Linked DNA regions of Sander lucioperca: region 2 is linked to region 1. A link is a contact called in public Hi-C data. All regions are on one chromosome and are shown on one strand. Each heading gives the region's core, a stretch centred on a gene start, on an enhancer-like site or on the middle of the called end of the contact. The rest is flanking DNA. Distances are from core to core; before and after follow the strand shown.

Region 1 (6,280 bases), core at 3,461-5,960:
TTGGGTGACTGGCCTGGACTCAACTCTTTCAGACGCCACACCAAATGCTCCAGCACTGGTTACCATAGCATCATGCAAACTGACATCCTGGCTGATGGCGCTGGTGATGTCTGTGCCGAGGTCTGACAGACGCTCAGTAACAAGGGAGTCCAGGTCCTACACATCAGACATACGTTTTAGCAAAATTTCAGTCTTTGCAATGTTGAAAAACCTCCACAACATGTAGATCACAACAGGAAGCAAAAACCTACTGATCCATCTGAATTACTCTCTGCAAAGTGACATTATGCTTTATATAAAATATATTTCCAGGCTTCTCAGGAACATTAGAAGACCACTTACATCAAGGTCAGTAACAGACAGAGAGAGTAAATTGCTCCAGTGCTGGTCAATATCAATGGCAGGAGGATGTTGGCGTGCTGGATCAGACAGTGCAGTGATGCCTTCAAGCAGACTCTGAAACAGGCAAAAAGAAAATACAAAGAATACCGCAGGGACAGAGTAAAGCCCAGTTCAGACCAGAGATTCGAGACGAGTTGAAACTTGCAACGCACCGGTCTGAAACCTGCCACTTTACACCAATGTGACGAGATGGTGTATAATCTCCATAGCAACGACTCTTTGTACTTCTGTTCTAACTTCCGACTTTCAAGCTTTTTTGTAGCTTGATATTTAATTTGTTGCGTCCAATTATGAATGTCGATAACGTAAGTGATAGTGAGATGCTTGCTACAGTTGCATTTCCAGTGATGAATTCACTGCATCTTAACCTCTCTCTCTCTCTCTCTCTCTCTCTCTCTCTCTCTCTCTCTCTCTCTCTCTCTCTCTCTCTCTCTCTCTCTCTCTCTCTCTCTCTCTCTCTCTCTCTCTCTCTCTCTCTCTCTCTCTCTCTCTCTCTCTCTCTCTCTCTCTCTCTCTCTCTCTCTCTCTCTCTCTCTCTCTCTCTCTCTCTCTCTCTCTCTCTCTCTCTCTCTCATAACGATACCGTGCTCGCGGGCAGTCACTGAACCTCTGTAAAACTCTGCCATTTCGTTTGTAACATAGAAATAAAATGGATTATGGATCATTTAATTTCTTTAGTTTGTAGGTGACTTTACAAGCTGACTTCGCTATTGGCTGTTGAAACAGGTGATGTCCCTTACGATCTAAAACCAGCCTCTGGAGACTTGACCAGCTGAGTCGCAGGCAACGCCATCACCCGGCTTGAGTCGAGCTGAGACGGGCCGGTTCAGACTGCTGCAACTTTTCCCTGCAGAATTTTAAAACGGTTCTGTCTCGTATATTTGGTCTGAACTGGGCTTTATATGGTATGTTTATGCAATGTCTCAAATGTGAATTAAAGTATTCATGCCAGAGTTTAAAACCCTTCCACAGTACATGCTTTAATATATAACTTAAAAATACAAGAGAAAAACTGCTGAAAATGCATAATTATACTCTTAAATCCTTTTGAAAGCTAGCTGTATAGAACATTAGGAAAGAAAACTGAAACACAAAGTCTTTCCCTGTGAGACACACAGTAATTGTTGGATTTCAATGTCCCTAATCTTACACGGTGTTAGCAAAACAGCACTGTCATCAGAATGTTACAATTTGAGTGATAGTCATGTCAAAATGTGAATTTTGGATTAAAAATCGGTACGTCATTTTTAACACTATCACGTGACTGTAAATCCTATGAAAGCATGACGAGCTCATTGTGACACACATGAACACTATTAAAAGACAACCAGTATAGCTATGTTTCAGTAAACTTTTTAAAACACTGATGCAATGTGCAACATTTTCAACAGTATACAGCGACAAACGAAGGCAACTGTGACAAACCAGCATCATACCTCTTGTTCCAGTGTGGAACTGTGAGCCAGCTGAGTAAGTGGGACAGGTTCTTCCTCCTCTTTAACTTTAACATCCTCCTCCTGGTAAGTCAAAGAAAGGCAGATGGAGAGAAGGGGAAAGACACATTTGGGGATCAGGAAAGGATTCAGGATAGAAGAGAGGGGAAAGAGAAAAAAATAGTCAGTCAATTTGTTGGCTAACATCCAAAGACCTAAAAAGACAATTACATTTCTGGTTTCCCAAATCCCACTATCACAGATAATTGGACAGCTCAGAAAATGTTAAAAACAAATGTTCTGACTGAGAAAAAGGTTTGTTTTAATAAGCGGTTGTTGTAACTCTGGAGGAAACAGAGACCGCCTGAACCCTAACTTCTTTCATTGTCTCATCAACTGTGGTCAGGGCCTTTTGCATGTTAGAAATGCATTAGCAGCTGTATTTATGTATGAAAGTGGGGCTTAGGATTTATTGATTTATTTATTTATATATATATATATATATATATATATATATATATATATATATATATATATATATATATATATATATATATATACACACACACACACACACACACACACTAACAGTTAGGCTAATTACTCCCAGAGATGACCCAACCCGGTTAGATGTTGTAAGACACTCCTGATTCACCAAGTTTTGCTCAAGCTCTGTCTGAGCTTGTCGACTTCTACTGGAGTAGCTTTTCCATCTTCAAATGGCCCAGCGAATGTAGATAAGTATTGATTATTACTTTCAAATATCACAGGTGTAGTCCTCTCATTTGAAACACTGTTTCTAAAAAAAAAAAAAAAAAAAAAAAAAAAACACAAAAGCTTACCCTTTACTTGTTTTACAAAAGAGTGGGTAAGGTAAAAAAAAAACATGTGTCAACATCACATTATCCATGTGAACAAGAACCCTGGGAGGAGGCAGTGTCCAAGTATGGACCACCGCTTTTGTGAAAGCAAACAGGGTGTGGGTCTAAGCCTCACTTCTCCGCCTCTCAAGGCCCACAGCTGCTGGTTGAGTCTAAAGAAAGGGGATAAAGTTACACAATTGGCGACATCAACCGTCCTCAGGACATAACATTCACCAAGCAGCTGTTTCTACCCCGAGCTAGAAAAACTGAATCACTAGCAGAGTTGAATATAAAGGTCTGGGTGTGATTGCAGAAATCTTAAAAATATAATGGCAGTCAGTCACATATTACAGTCAATTGGTTATTATTCTTACTTTTAGTGTTTAACAATAACAAGTGAGTGAACCTGAGTTAAAGTTTTACAGCTGCCTGGTCACACAATACACAGGTCTTATTAGGGTCTCATTTGTTAGGTTAATTCTGCTGCCCTGACTATTCAGACATGGCTTAATGTGTCACGTTCCATAGTGAGAGTGACAGGTGCAGCAGACAGACGAATACCTGTAATGCTGTACAACTAACTAGAAAACTAACTATACTGTCTTCTTGTTAACTGGTTATATAGATAAGTCAATTGTTTAACTAGACCAGTTAGGTATTTTTTAAACTGAGTTACCAAATTGTCATGAACGTCCCTAAATATAACCAAGCAAGAATTAAATCACTGAATTGCAACTGGTAGAGCCATACAAAGTGAAAGTGAATGCACATTTCAAGTGTTGCCGACAGGTTGTTATCACATTGTGTTGTTTCCTGGAGCACAAGGAAATGTTACAAAATAATAAGTTACTTGTTACATGGGCACCCATCATAACATGGGCAGGTGCTGCTTGTTAGCTAGTAATAGCATTAGCTGTTCTGTTAAGCAGTGAGGAAGTTTTAACTCTGGTTCTCCACCTCAGTCAGTCAATTTATTTAGCTGGGCAGCCAACCGTCTTGGTCACATAGCTTAATAGTTAGCAGCAAACTCTGTTTCACTTTATGTTACATTTCACACACACTTGCCTCTTTAAAAAACCCGCAGGCTCCAGCGCTACAAGGTCTTTGTCCGAGTTCAGGGGTTGTTTTGCACACCTCTTGGCCACTGTCAGGCAGGTGTTCACTGTCATTCCTGACTTCGTCCCCGGGGCTTTCTAACCCTGAGTTGGTGTCAGTGTTGTTGCTGGTTGAAGGCCCACAGTCAGCCTTGTCAGTGGCAGACACTTGGTGCACCAACCATGCGTTCAACTGTGTGGGGAACCGCGGTGAGCCAAGGGTCCTCACCTCGTCTAGTAGCCGGCGACTTGCAAAGAAATAGTCCAACTCGGGACATTTTGGGTGCACACTGTATCCGTCAAGAGTTTCTCTCAAATTATGAAAGGGTGTCTGGGTGTAGGCTGAGCTAGGACCCACGCTAATCTCTATCAGAGGCGTATAATAGCCGCTTAAGTAGCTGTCGATATCCACACGAACTCCAATCAAACTAAGTAAGATCGTCAACTGAATTAGGCCTTCTGTGAGGTATTTTTTCGCGATTTGCATTTTCTAAATACTTTTAGAGCTGCAGATAATTGCGAAATACTGACCCAATAGTTCCTCTTTCCCGAATGGACAAAGGGAAAAGGCTAACAAAAGAGCACGCCTCCCCCTGTCAGACAAAGAGGCTGTAACGTACCGGCGAAATCGTTAGATAGCTATGCTAGCTGTTAGCAGTGAGCCATCAGCTTTAATAACCGGTTAATGGGAACCTCTTGGCGCAAACATAGCGAAAACGATGCTCTTCAATTATTCGTCGGCGGCACCTAGCTATCAAAACCTTCTTGACGTTGCTAGCTAATTAAACAGAAAATGAAACATCTGAAAAGCTAAATGCTGTCACCGTAGTGTGTGCTGCTACTGGGGAAACTTCGTTCAAGGATTTACATAGCTCATGCAGATTGGTCCGAAGCGCTCGCCGCAACAGATTGTGATTGGACAATAAGAATGTCAGTTGTATTTTTGACCAATGAGGGTAAGGGACAGTTGGCGACTATCTCCAAGTCACCAACCCCCATCACAAACAACACACGTTATTTACAGAACTAATAGCAGAAACTAAGCTCATTTCACTTCAGAAATATCAAATATTGATCTTTGTTGTGTTCGTTTCCTACGTTCAACAACAACATTGACCCCGAAGGGGGTTGTCAGGAACAAGGTTAAGCTGCAGTTCCGGGATGTTTGTGCTACTGACCAACATCACTTGTCCCATGTGTGACCTACTGGTTAAAAGCAGAATTACAATTTGAACTTGTTCAACTATAACCTAACCCTAACCCCCTAACAAAGGGAAAAGCCAACGGCGGAATTCTGGCGTCTACAAAACAATTTACCCTCTGGACATCTAAAACAAATCCGTCTAGGCTATAGGCTACTTTATTCCTGATCATTGGTGGAAATAAAGAAACCAACATTCTCTCCAGTAGGCTAGGATTGTAAGAAGGCTTCCAGATAACATTTTCTATGAAAACGTGTATGCAATGCATTGTTATGGACTAAACTACCCAATAAAATAGCTCCACCTCTACCAATTTAAACAGGTTAAACTGCGTCAGTAGGCTAATAATCCAATACACTATTGAACACACTATCGCAACAATGTTACTTTATCTGGATTGAAACATTAGTCCCTCTCAGATCAATATTTGCCATTTGACTGATGATGTTGTTGATGATGATGTAATGAGGTCATGTTATCCTTAACGCAACCATTTGGATCTTTCAAGGTCTGTCTTGTCAGTGGTTTTATAGTCAAGGATGTCAATTTAATCTGAATATTGTTTGTTTAGAACTATAGTTTTGAATACCCTATAAAACTCCTCGTTGTTCATATTTCTCATACATTTCACCTAATACCAAAAGGGTGAAACAAGCTGAAGTTGCCACTGTAAACTTTTTGAGGTTGTCCCCTCCAACTGAGTAAGATCGATCAACTGATATATATTTTCCTGCAGTTAACTTCTGCTGCAACAGAGACACAAACTGATCCTATGACGAAATAAGGAATGAAAATCGCTATAGGCTATGACATTTTTGTTTGTACCTTGTTTCTTTTCTAATTTTACAATCACAATTTAGAACCACATGCACAAAATAAATGATGAACATTACACAACATCATTGTTTTGGAGGAGCTCAGTCTGTCCTCCAAGATCTCAGGCGTAAACTGCATGGCCTTTATCAAGGCAATAACAAAAGGGATTGATTTTATGATACTCATGCCTTGATACACATGTGGCTGTCCAGAATAACACTTGGTGGTGTTGTGATTAGGGCTAACCTTGAGTTAAATCTGAAGAACAAAACTAGAAGATAGACAGAATTAAAACAGAAACTGGTTGTTGTACATTTAGAAAACATTTATTGTGAGTGAAAATTGTAAAATAAATACAGTATCCACTGTATATCCAGTGGTGGAAGAAGCATTCATATCCTTTACTTAAGTACACCTAAAAAAAACTAAAAGTCTAGCATTCAAAATTTGACTCAAGTTAAAGTACAGAA
Region 2 (6,204 bases), core at 131-2,630, 140 kb before region 1:
AGGGCGCCGAACGAGGCGTCACGAATCTGTTTAGGCTGCGTGCTCTGTGCGGTCCTCCTGTTTTTGTACGCCTGCTCAGAATTAACATGGACAATAGTAGATCATCGACTTACACTTTTTAATAAGTGTATTGGCCTGGTTACAATGAGAGAGATTTCGTCTGTGTATTTCTAACGCATAGCCAACGTCCCTAAAAAAGGTTAAACTGTTTAAAGGTTTTGATAATAATCATCTTTACTTTGTCTGTCCTGCATTGCAATCGATCGATGCTTTGCAGTTTTTACTTTTATCAGGTAGAAAGTCTATAGATTATATTTAATTTTTTTTATAAGGAACAGGAAATCATTTGACACTGTAGCCTAATGTTAAATACGGATAGCTTATAGCACAATGCAAACATTAAACATGAATTATCTGAATATTGTGGCTATTTTACATTAAATATTTCAAATGCACTATCCATTAATCGCTTTGAATATTCCTTTTTCAATTTAAAATGTCGTCTATTGTTTTTTTAAATTGCAAAGTGACTGCACAAACATCTACACTGGGTAGCTGCTTATAGAAACAGTTTTATGTTCTTCTCGATATTGTGTTAATCTTTCACAAACAGGCAATACTAAAAATGCAATTTAATGAGATGTTGACTGTTAAAAAGTCAATATGAACGATGGTTCGCCTTTAAACGACAACATAATAAAGTCGGCTTGCTGAGAGCTTATTGTTTGGAATACTTCAATTTTAACCAACCTAAAATAGACAGTAACGTGGCTTTACGTGTGTTCATATATAGCCTATATTTAAAGTTATTCATTCTTCACTGTGTCATAAAGGACAGGCCTTGAATGGCAGTCTGTTATTATTCGGCAATGTTTGGCTTTTATCTCTCCCCAAAAAATTTATTCATTAGACTTTTCCCACATAGTAGCTTTTTGGTTGTTTTATGATTATAAGAAAGTGTGGAAAAAAACCGCACTCCAGTTTTGAAAGGGATTTCATTCTATTAACTGTGCACACTGTTTGCACTTATCGCCTATCATAACATGCACAACAGTATGTCACTTGTGGTATTGTTTAGGAGCCCGTTGGATTTTGCCGCAATGGTCGTTAACCTCCGAATGACCCCATGTGGAGCCCACGCCTCAGAAAGCGCCGCAGACAGGCAGTGCAACAGTTGAGCCAGAGGATGGCGCACCACGACAATTCAAAACGCCCAAGCCGTGGCTCAGAGTTTGCCCTAGCCACGAGCGCATGGAGGCGCGCACCCCTCACATCCCACCCAGTATTTCCTGCGTGCACGAGTTTACCTCTGGAGGTCACCAAGCAGGATTTACGACTGGTCAACAAAAGCACGTGATACTCCGCCGTACCCCATATTTGGGTGCCTACGTAAGAGAGAATCAAGTCCATGTCCCACTCATTTCCATAATTCATCATAAATTGTGCAAGGGTGCTATAGGACGCGCTAAACCATAAGAGCCACAAATCAACACACAGGTCTATGCTATTTTACCTCTAAAATAATAAAAACAACAACAATACCTACAACGAGCAAACGGTGGAATTGTCAACAAATGAGCTCCTATTTTGTGAACTCATTCTGCGGTCGCTATCCCAATGGCGCGGACTTCCAGTTACATAATTATGGAGACCATAATACGGCAAACGACCAATACAGAGACTCAACAGCCATGCATTCCAGCAGGTATGGCTATGGCTACAACGGAATGGACCTAACAGTCGGGCGGACCGGTACCGGACACTTTGTGAGCAGCGAGCAGACACCGGGCTACTCCCCGAGTCACTCAACGGCGACAACACCCTCGGTGGAGCCGGTCAGGTACAGCCAGTCCGCCAGCAGCACCGGGACATCGTCTCTATCGCCACCACCTGACCCACTACCGTGCTCCTCGGTTGCCACCTCGTCCCCGGTCACCGAGACTCAATCTCAACACCGAGTCGTGAAAAACTCTATAACGAACCCGTGCTCAACCCCGTGCTCGAGCTCGAACGGAGGTACGCTGCTGCTCAGCCGGGACTGTGTGTCCAAAGCTTCCCCTCTCGAGGAAGAGAAGCCTGCGGGAAGCGCACCAACAACTCCTCAAAATGTCACCGACTCAACACAGCCTCAGATATATCCGTGGATGAGAAAACTACATATAAATCATGGTAAATTGTTTTTTTAATGATCTTGTATTGATTTTATAGACCTAGCGTTGCTTTATTGTTTGGTAAAGGTTTTATTATGTTTATATATTTAGACGTTTTAACTATAAGCAAAACAGGCCGGAATTGGACGATTTTAGCACAAAATATATTTATTTTCAAAGGGGCCAAATGTGCCTCTCACCTGTTTGGTGTACTATGCTACTGCTTTTCAGCGCTGTCAACATAAACCGCAGGTATACGGGATGATTTGATAATATAACATATTAGGTTTAAGTTAGTTAAAAGTGTATTAGATATACAGTATGCGGGATATAGCCTACGCTTTTGTGTTTATTTGTTTTTAAGGTCAAATAGCCCACATTTTACATCAGTTTACTGTTTTAATACCTTTTCGCAAGGAGGTGCTGTTGAAAATGTGTCTATCTTACTTTGCTACTGGTTGTTTTTAATAATTTTGGGATCTATGAAGCCTCATTTAAAGTCGTGTGCCAACTTTTAAGCCACCTCTACCTGCAGAAACTGAACAGCCTGATAAAAAGAAATGTAGTCAAAAAAAAGTTGCTGCACTTTAAATGTTTACATCTACTGCATCTTATATGTGTTTCCCCCTCTCCTTCTCTACAAGATTTGTCAGGACCAGAGGGGAAGAGAGCCAGGACTGCATACACCCGGTACCAGACCCTGGAGCTAGAGAAGGAGTTCCACTTCAACCGGTACCTGACCCGCAGGCGGAGGATCGAGATTGCCCATGCCCTCTGCCTCTCAGAGAGACAGATCAAAATCTGGTTTCAGAACCGCAGGATGAAGTGGAAGAAGGACAACAAGCTGAAGAGCATGAACATGGCGGCTGCAGGCGGGGGGGGCTACAGGCCTTAATATGCACTCCTCTACCCCTGATAGCGAGCACTCTAAAAAAAATAAAACAAAGATTGTCATATCAACTTCTCCTCCTCCTATTTGAAAAAGCGCGAGAGACTTGTGAACGTTCTGTGTGCGGGACAGGGGACACCCCATAGGTCCACTGTATGTCGAACCACCGTCCCATTATATTCCTTAATATTTCCTTTTTATTTCCACCGTGGTTATGCTTATGTGAGTAAAAATATGCATCATGTACAGTTCTGTCTAGATTTAGTAGAAAAAGAAACAAAATAAATGTTTGTTTAAATTATTTCTTGTTCAGACGAAAAAATAAAATAAAAACGTCAAAGCTTGAAATGCTACCTAACTACCGCAAAAAAAAAAAAAAAAAATCCAGTAAAAGTTGTGTGCTGCACTCAGAACAATTGGGTTGAGGTTGAGCTGCCTTTGTGTTTAGCTTTTGTTTTCTATGTATGTACTGTAGTATTTATTTGTTTGATGTATTGTACCAACTTGCTTCCTAAAGTAGAGCCAGCAGAGACGTAAGCCTTGTGTGGTTATTATGTGCGTTATATGGACAGAGGTGCCGATTCAGTCTTGTATGTACAGTAGCTGTGCCTTGCATCTTTTTTTTTCTTTTTCTTTTGCTGCTGTTTGCGTTGTTTACCTGGGCGCACCATCTTTAGTAAAAGCGTATGTTGTCTTTGTTTTCTCTAGCTGTTTTTATGTGGAGGGTCTCCACAGTACATTCCATTGCCTATGCGTATAACTCCATCGTGATTAGCTTTTTGTAAATGTTTTTGAAAGACTGGAAGTCAAGAATATACTATAATAACAATAATGCTGACGATGATGGCCATTATAATAAACTTTCTACTGGAACGGCAACATTACATTGAGTGTTCGTTTTTGTAAAATATTCAACAGAGTCAGAGTTTGCGGTTTGGTCTAAAATCATTAAGCCACCTGTATGAGCTCTCAAAAAATATCAAAGTTTCCTCAAGTTAAATCTTTGAATTCAACAGGTCTCCCTTGAATTGAAGCTTCATGTGTTACTCACCTTGCTGTGGAGTGGGTGGGGGTGGGGGGCTTTGGGGGGGGGTCCTTGGCCACTCACCGGCTCCAGTGGCCGGGCGTCCCCTTGCGCACAGAATTCTGGGCTATTCCCGGAGAATCAGCTCGACTTTTCAAGCTGTAAACTTTATTAGGGCCGATCCTGGCTCTCTGACATTTGGGTGCTAAATGAATGGGGGGTTTTGTCTATGAATTAGATCGTAAAAATCATCCGGAGCGCGGCCAGATAGGCTCACTGGCCATAAACGGTCACGTGGTAGCCATTAAAGTAAGTTTTATGGTTTTGGGGAGTTGACAGTATATTGCACATAACATATAATCGCACTGACGGCGAGGCTTCGACTGACTCTCTCTTTGCAGGCTGTAAGTGTTACTTGACCGGTACAGACTGTCTCTATTGCTCAGTCTGCCTCAGTATGGACCGGACGCTCTCCAGGATTAGGACCGCGTCTCTGGGTAAGTTTCTGCAGACTATCCGGTAGCCCGAGAACAGCCAGCCTGTGTTAAACAGCCTCATTATTGTATTCGCTCTCTTTATCTGTCCCTATTAGTCCATTACGCTAATTTGTCAGTTGTGCAGTGCTGAATACTGGTCTCGGCAGATGTTGCGCAGGGTTGGGTCCGGCTCATGGCTATTTAATTGCTTCCTTCCCCGCGTAACTTGTTTCCCTCCATCTGTGGTGTAAGTCATAATCCGTTTTTACATGTTGGATAATTATCTCTGTGTCCATTTCCACCCCCACAAACTTCTAGTTGTTGTCGTTTTATTACATTGGAGGATTCACAGACCGTGAACCAGAAAGTTTCCAAGGGATGTTTGGAGATTTCCTTGATAAGGTTAAGCGCTAATGCAGACCTACATATTTACAGCTAGCTCCGTTTGATTGGATTCTATATGTGCTGATGACTTTTGGAAGTTAGGTCCAGCCCTGAAAAAAAAAGTTGCAGTTGTTGTTTTGCTGATCGCTGCGCTCCACATGTTAGCACCGTGAATGGCTTTAGGACGGGCTGTAAACAGTGTCAAGTAAACACAACATGGGAACAAACAGCAGCAGGGAGACATTTGAAAAGGAATTCCGTTTTGTGTCAGCCACCTCGTTTTGTGTTTGGGGTTGAAAAGTTCAGATGACCTCTTAAAAAGTCACTCTCGCTTTGTGGTGACCTCTTGTCCCATCAGTGCCGAGGCGAAACCAGGCAGCAGCAGACCTTGAGTCCCAAAAAACATGGACTGAAAATGGGGGGAAAGAAATATATCGTTTATATTTTTTGAAGTACTGGCCTTTTTCTAATACGTTTTCTTTTTATGTTTTTTTTTTTTTTTTTTTCAACTAAAGAGTGTATGACTCGATGCGCCTGTTTTCCAGGCCAAATATTAAAACCATACAAAAAAAAAATATATATATTTTTTATTTTTTGAATATCACTATTTGAGTCTCATGAGTTTTGGTCAGCAAACAAACTTGCAAATAACCATCCAGCTTCTTTTTTTAAGTTATTATCTGGGCAGATTTGCAAAGGTTACATTGTCCGCCAGCCATCATAACTTATATATACCAAGTTATATACCAAGTTTTTTTTGGGTGTAGAGAACTACACCATAATATCTAGAATCCGTACTGTTATTCAACGTAAATCTTTCAAAAACTTCTTAAATCCATTTTCACCCATGCTGGTTTGGAATTTAAAGTCATATTTTTAAAATAAATTCCTGCCAGACTAGGTGGAATTCTGCACAAATTGATTTCATGTTTTCCTCTTTTTCAGCAAACATCATACCGTTTTTGGGCAGCACTGATTGTGAATTCACCAGAATAATCCATACTGCTGATATTCCTCGGTTTATTATACATTTTGCTCATTGTTTTTGCCTATCTAAATAAAATACGGGGTTTACACTCTTTCCTGTTTGGTTTTAGACACTGGAAATAGAACAGGACACACAGATAGTGCGGGTATTTGGAAATTAAAACCCATGCCAATATTTCAAAAGGAGATATTTCGACAGGGCCCCATGTGCGGCATACTGCCAGGCAGAGAGAGAGGCGCTGTAGGTTCATCTGGAGGTCAGCCACAGCACCAAGATAAATCTGCATCCTCTCA

The links. A called contact is a pair of places that touch in the nucleus more often than the background predicts.
Region 2: a Hi-C map of liver shows a contact between it and region 1, with 4 times the contacts expected there. The contact joins the promoter of hoxa5a here to the promoter of nfe2l3 in region 1. A contact is called at or near these places in 2 of 2 Hi-C or Micro-C datasets (liver and muscle).

Annotation. Positions count from the first base shown.
Region 1 is chr16:22,103,928-22,110,207 of SLUC_FBN_1.2, reverse strand. It overlaps nfe2l3 (nuclear factor erythroid 2-related factor 3), which reads right to left and starts at 4,710. Exons shown (of 5, transcript XM_031323210.2): 1 at 3,764-4,710; 2 at 1,839-1,919; 3 at 343-456; 4 at 1-156. The coding sequence starts at 4,279.
Region 2 is chr16:22,238,471-22,244,674 of SLUC_FBN_1.2, reverse strand. It overlaps hoxa5a (homeobox protein Hox-A5a), which reads left to right and starts at 1,380. Exons shown (of 2, transcript XM_031323255.2): 1 at 1,380-2,169; 2 at 2,795-3,361. The coding sequence starts at 1,575. The coding sequence ends at 3,045.